Linked DNA regions of Pan troglodytes: region 1 is linked to region 2. A link is a contact called in public Hi-C data. All regions are on one chromosome and are shown on one strand. The core of a region is the stretch at or near the end of the contact, and the rest is flanking DNA. Distances in the headings are between cores, read along the strand shown.

What was found. Hi-C and Micro-C count contacts between places; a contact is called where the count stands out from the background.
Region 1: a contact with region 2 is called in a Hi-C map of stem cell-derived neural progenitor cells, with 3 times the contacts expected there. The contact joins the promoter of CECR2 here to the enhancer-like site in region 2. A contact is called at or near these places in 1 of 7 Hi-C or Micro-C datasets (stem cell-derived neural progenitor cells), 1 of 1 datasets of contacts at active chromatin or transcription factors (stem cell-derived excitatory neurons) and 1 of 1 other capture datasets (stem cell-derived neural stem cells).

The regions. Positions count from the first base shown.
Region 1 is chr23:20,078,778-20,081,706 of NHGRI_mPanTro3-v2.0_pri, reverse strand. CECR2 (CECR2 histone acetyl-lysine reader) reads right to left here and starts at 1,601. Exons shown (of 19, transcript XM_016939629.3): 1 at 1,152-1,601. The coding sequence starts at 1,277.
Region 2 is chr23:19,880,236-19,882,935 of NHGRI_mPanTro3-v2.0_pri, reverse strand. No RefSeq gene overlaps it. Among named protein-coding and RNA genes, the nearest start is that of HDHD5, 12 kb to the right of the region's middle. Within about 2 kb of position 1,310, at least 16 of the 24 cell types and tissues checked have an H3K27ac peak or open chromatin away from gene starts, as enhancers often do. A contact at or near this core is called in stem cell-derived neural progenitor cells and stem cell-derived neural stem cells, where this site is marked.

The DNA.
Region 1 (2,929 bases), core at 352-2,851, 200 kb before region 2:
TCCGTGGGGCTGGGGAGGCAACAGCAACGATTTGCTCTTCCAAAAGAGTGGCTCTAATTTTGATTACTGCGTCGGCGAACCCATCCGCAGAACAGAAAACAAAAACTGACCAACGCAGTTGCCATTCACCTTTGTCCAAAGGCAAAAGGTGAAAAGTCACGACACACATTGCCATAGAAGAGAAGGCAATTCAACCTGCCAACCAATCGACTATTTCTCAGCTCCTTCCAAAAATAAAAATAAAAATAGGAGAAAGGGGGCTGCCGCTGAGCTGGCCGATGCCTGGCCGCCGAGTGCGCCGCGCTCCGCAAGCTCCCGCCACCCGCCGCGCTCCAGGACCCTCGGGTTTCGGCCCAGTTATCACAAAGCCCCGGGCTGGAAAACACCTCCGGCCTGGCCAGAATGGCCAGCCCGTCCTCCGCGCTCGCCCGGGGGGATAATGGTGGCGAGATAAACTCCAAGGGCTCCCGAGCCCCGCGATAAAGAGGCTGGATATTACGGGAGGAAGGACGCTGTGGAAGAATAACGGAGTCCCAAACTTTCCTTCCACACCTCCAGAGCCCCGCGCCCAGGCCCGGTCCCCACCGGCCCGAAGTTGGCCGGAGCGCCTCCCGGGAGCTTGGGGCCTCCGGGAGCCCCTGCCACGCGCCCGCCCGCCAGAGCGGGGCTAGCCCTCCCCGCCGGCCGCGGCCGACTCCCGCCCGGGTCCGAGTTAATCCCGCGCGGGCCCCCCCCCTCCCCGCGCCCGGCCCCGCCGGAGCAGCTGGCTCGCGCCTCAATGGCACCGGGCGGCGAGCGCGCGCAGCCCTCGCGCCCACACTCAGCCCCAGCCCACCGGAGAAGTCCCGGGAGGGTCGCCGGGTCCCGCTCCCGCTCCCTCTCCCACAAAAGCACGGGCCCGCCCCGCCCTCGCGGTGCCTGCTCCTCCACCCCAGGAGCCGGCGTCCCCGGCCCGACGCCCCTCGGCACCCGGGCACAGCCCGGCGGCCCCCGCCCGCCCTCCTGCCCTTTTGCGCCCTCCTCCTGGCCCCCGACTCCCGGCCGAAGTCCCTCGGGCCCCGGCCCCTCTGCGCGACGGCCCGGGACACCCCGCGCGGGGCAGGGGGAGCAGGGGGCGCAGCGCGCCGCCTCCCGCCCGCGCGGCCACTCACCTCGATCTCGAAGTCGGGCAGGCGGAACGCGGTGCGAAAGAGCGAGCAGAAGTGCGCGATGGCCGGGACCTCCCACCAGGAGCGGAGCTCGCCCAGCCCGGCCGCGCCGCCCTCCTCCGGGCACATCTCCCCGCTGCGGCACAGGCGGCGGCCCCTCGCTGCCCGCGCTCTGCCCGCCGACCTGGGACTCCCGCCGCGGCAGCGCCGCAGCCTCCGCGCGGTCCTCGGCGGGGGCGGCGGGGCGCTCCTCCCGCTGCTGCCGCCGCTCGGCGAGTGCAGGAGCCGAGGGCGGGCGCCGGGCGGGGGGCGGCGGCGCGGGGGCCCGAGCTACTGAGGCGGCTGCGGCTGCGGCTGCCCGCGGGGTCCGCGCGCTCGCCCCATCCCGCGGCTGCGGCGGCGGCCGCCCCCAGTCCCCTACAATATAATCGAGTCCCCGCCGGAGAAACAGATGGGGCTAGGGGCGGAGGGGCCGGACGCGGGGCCTGGGGGAGGGGCCGCCCACGAGGAGGGGGCGGGGCTGCCCGCGCCACAACAACAACCCCCGACCCCGCCCCACCCCCGCCCGGACAGCTGCACCGCCAGGGAGGGGGAGGGGCGGGGCGCGCGCCCCCGGGCCCAGATCCGCAGGACCTAGGGGGCGCGGGCCGCACCCCCGAGAACTCTCACACGGCGCCCTCCGCCCTCCAGGACTTTGGGACTGGGGAGTTGAAGCACTTTCCCAAGGGAGGACGGCCAGGAGCTCTCCCACCCCCACTTGGCCTGAGTGGTCGCGTCCTTTTAAAGGGCCCGCGGGGTGGTGCTTTCGGTCGGGCTAGAGACAGAAACGTGCACGTGTAGGAGTTCAGTTATTATTGATGCCGAGGGCAGAGCCGGAGCAGGAGCGGGCTGTCCACCCTAGAAATATGAAGCCTAGAGACGTGAAGTGCTTTCCACCTGTTTCTTAACGCTTTTATTCCAGCCGAGAACGGCGCCCAAGGAGCTCTGAAGTGGCTTTTTTCTCCGAGGGAAGAAGGCGGTGGGGCTGATTGAGCTGGAACGAAGTAGGATGGAGGCTGGAGAGCGGCGGGAAGGGTGGGGTAGGGGGAGGCACCAATCAGCAGCCAAGCGGGAAGAGCGATCCCCTACCCCAGGGAATGGACACGTGTGACCGCCCCGGAGAAGACGGGCTCGGAACCCTGCTACTGCCCGGCCGCTGAAAGAGCTGCCTGGAAGAGTGCGCACAATGTGCTTGGAAGGCGGGGGGATGGGGCAGAGGAGATCGGGAAGCCGGGAACTGTGCTCGGAGGGGAGGAGACCCCCACGCCCCGGCGGAGGGATTGAATGTGCTACGGCCGAAGGGTGTTGGGGTGTGTGCTTTAGAAATGCTAACTGCTGTAGCGCGGTGGAATACTGCTAAATCCTAAGAAAAAAAATCACCCCAGAAACAGGCTAGAAGTTTGGAAAAACTCCATTGAATGCTCAGATATTTGTATTGGTCGTTGCACTTGCATCCTGCTGGTCTCAGAGGGCCGCCTCTGAGTTCGATGGTCCACCTTTCAGATAGGAAACACTGCTCCTGGCGCGTCCCCCAAATCAATCAACTATTTATTGAGTGACAGGCACAATCACAAAGTGTACAAGGGTTAAACTCAAAGATCCTCTTCTACCTTTAAGTAGTGTACAATCTGGAGATAATTTATATGATAGATTTTGGAATGGGCTGTCTGGATAATTACCCCTCCACTCTCCCTCACTTTATTATGATAATAACTTGTTGTATTTTTTAAGGCAGCATTCAG
Region 2 (2,700 bases), core at 61-2,560:
TCTCACTGCCCAGCCTGGAGGGCAGTGCTGTGATCATAGCTCACTATAATCTTGAACTCCTGGGCTCAAGGGACCCTCCCGCCTCAGCCTGCCTCTCCAGTAGTTGGGACGACAGGCGCGCACCACCACGCCCGGCTGTTTAATAGAGATGGGGGTCTCCTTTTGTTGCCCAGGCTAGTATTGAACTCTTGGCCTCAAGTGATTCTCCTGCCTGTATCTCCCAAGGCACTGGGATTACAGGCCAGAGCCACCTTGCCAGGCCAGTATGTTACTTTAAATAGCAGTCATCCTAAAAATAGCTTATCCTCCTCTGTCCTTCCCTGCCTGGAAAGGGTGTAAAAATAACATTTGGGGGCTGTAAATGCTGCCTAGATCTCTGGAGCTAGGTAGGTGCAGAGGTGTGATTTGGGTTTGGCTGTGCTCCGAAAAAACCAGGGCCGAGCTGCTGGTTTTGAATTAGTCCAGGCTTTTTAGCCAATAGCCTCTTCCTCCGCCGGGAAGGGGTGGGACCCAGCCTTCCAAAACACCTTTGCTGAGGAATCGTGCAAAGACCTTGGATGAGGGCCCCAGCTCAGCCAGGCCTCCCTGAAGCGAAGCCAGCCCGGGGTGGGGACTGGTGGAGGGACTAGAGTTTCTTAGATTCACAGAATAGCAGAGCTGGGAGAGGCCTAAAGACCATCTTATCTACGCGTTTGTGTTTCTGATGACTGATTAAGGCCCAGAGAGGGTCAGTAACTCTTCCAGGTCGCACAGTGGGTGACAGTAGGTATGTGCTCGTCCTGGGACACAGAGCTGTTTTCTTCGCTTGTCTGGAGTGGGTTTCGGGGGTCGGCACTTGCCTCCCAGTGAGCTCCCGGCGCCTGCCAGTCCTGGCTGAGTGGGATCGGTCGGCCTCCACCCCTAATCTCCCCCGCTGCAGAGCCAAAGCACACCGGCCTCCAGGGGGCGCCGCCTCCGGGACGCGCCGACTCTCCCGAGCCCTGCTCTCTCTGGCCGGGGTCAGCCCCGGAAACAGCTTCAGTTTCCTGTCCCTTCCCTCCCTGGGAGCAAAGATGTAGGCGCCCAGACCCCGCCCGCGGGCTCCCTTCGTCCGGCGTCCCTAGCGGCCCGCCCGGTCCCGCCGCCCCGCGGCTTGCGGATGGCTGCGGCCCCCCGAGCCCCGGGTGGCTGCGGTGGCGGGGAAACGGCAGAACGCAGGCGGCGATTCGCTGGGGACGGCGGCCGGAGGGAGGCGATGGCCCCAGGCTCGGCGCACCTGTGGAACTGCGCGGGCGGCGCGGCGCTGCTGCCCCCTGCCGGCCGCGCCCGGTCCCACTCCCGTGTCCACCCCGGCCCGGGTGCCCTCGGAGTCCCTCGCGTCACTGTGGGCCCCGCCAAGCTACGGCTTCCCATGGCGGAGCAGGGTGGGGCCGCGGGACGGCACAGAGCTCCCCTGCCGCGAATACGCCGGTTTAGTTGCTTCCCATAGATCACACATGGTCTCGCCTGTCTGCAGGGTCCCCTCCCGGCCTCAAGCCCCTGCCAGGCAGCATGGGCCGCTGGTGACCTTGGGTCATCCTGGCCTCTATGCATTTAGAGTAGAGGCCGGGTGGTGGCGGCGCCTGTAGTCCCGCATTCTGGGAGGCCCAGGCGGGGCGCTAGAGCCCAGGAGTTCTAGACCAGCCTGGGGAAAACAGCGAGACTCTGTCTCTTCAAAACAAAACAAAAACAAACAAGCAAAAAAGGGTAGAGCCCATAGTACAGGATGAGAGAGTAGTGCCCTAATGAATTTTAAATTTTAATTACATTTAAAATTAAAATGTGAATCTATATACAATCACATTTCAAAAATTCAAAAAGTATGAAAAGGAACACATTCGAAAGGCTTGTATCCACCTCTGTTTTCCACTGTCCTCTTTCCCATCCCACCCATTCTCTCACCAGGCTTAGTTTCTTGTGTTTCTTTAGGCAAAATAAACAAAAGCAAATATATATATTTTTTCCTGCTCTGATATAAAAGGCAGCACAGTATCCACACTGTTCTGAACTCTTTTTTTTTTTTTTTGAGACAGGGTCTCACTCTGTTCCCCAGACTGGAGTGCAGTGGCACAATCTCAACTCACTGCAGCCTCCACCTCCTGGGTTCAGGCTATTCTCCTGCCTCATCTGGACCACAGGCGCACACCACCATGCCCGGCTAATTTTGTATTATTATTTTTTTCGAGATGGAGTCTTGCTCTGTCGCCCACAGCTGGAGTGCAATGGTGCGATCTCGGCTTACTGCAACCCCTGCCTCCCGGGTTCAAGCAATTATCCTGCCTCAGCCCCCCGAGTAGCTGGGATTACAGGTGTGCGCCACCACACCTGGCTAATATTTGTATTTTTAGTAGAGACGGGGTTTCACCATGTTGACTAGGCTGGTCTTGAACTCCTGACCTCATGATCTGCCCACCTCGGCCTCCCAAAGTGCTGGGATTACGGGCGTGAACCACCATGCCCTGCCTAATTTTTTTATTTTTATTTTTTATTTTTTTGAGATGAAGTCTTTGCTCTTGTCGCCCAGGCTGGAGTGCAATGGCACCATCTTGGCTCACTGCAACCTCTGCCTCCCAGGTTCAAGCAATTCTCCTGCCTCAGCCTCCCAAGTAGCTGGGATTACAAGTGTACACCACTACGCCCGGCTAATTTTTGTATTTTTAGTAGGCCAGGCTGGTCTCGAAC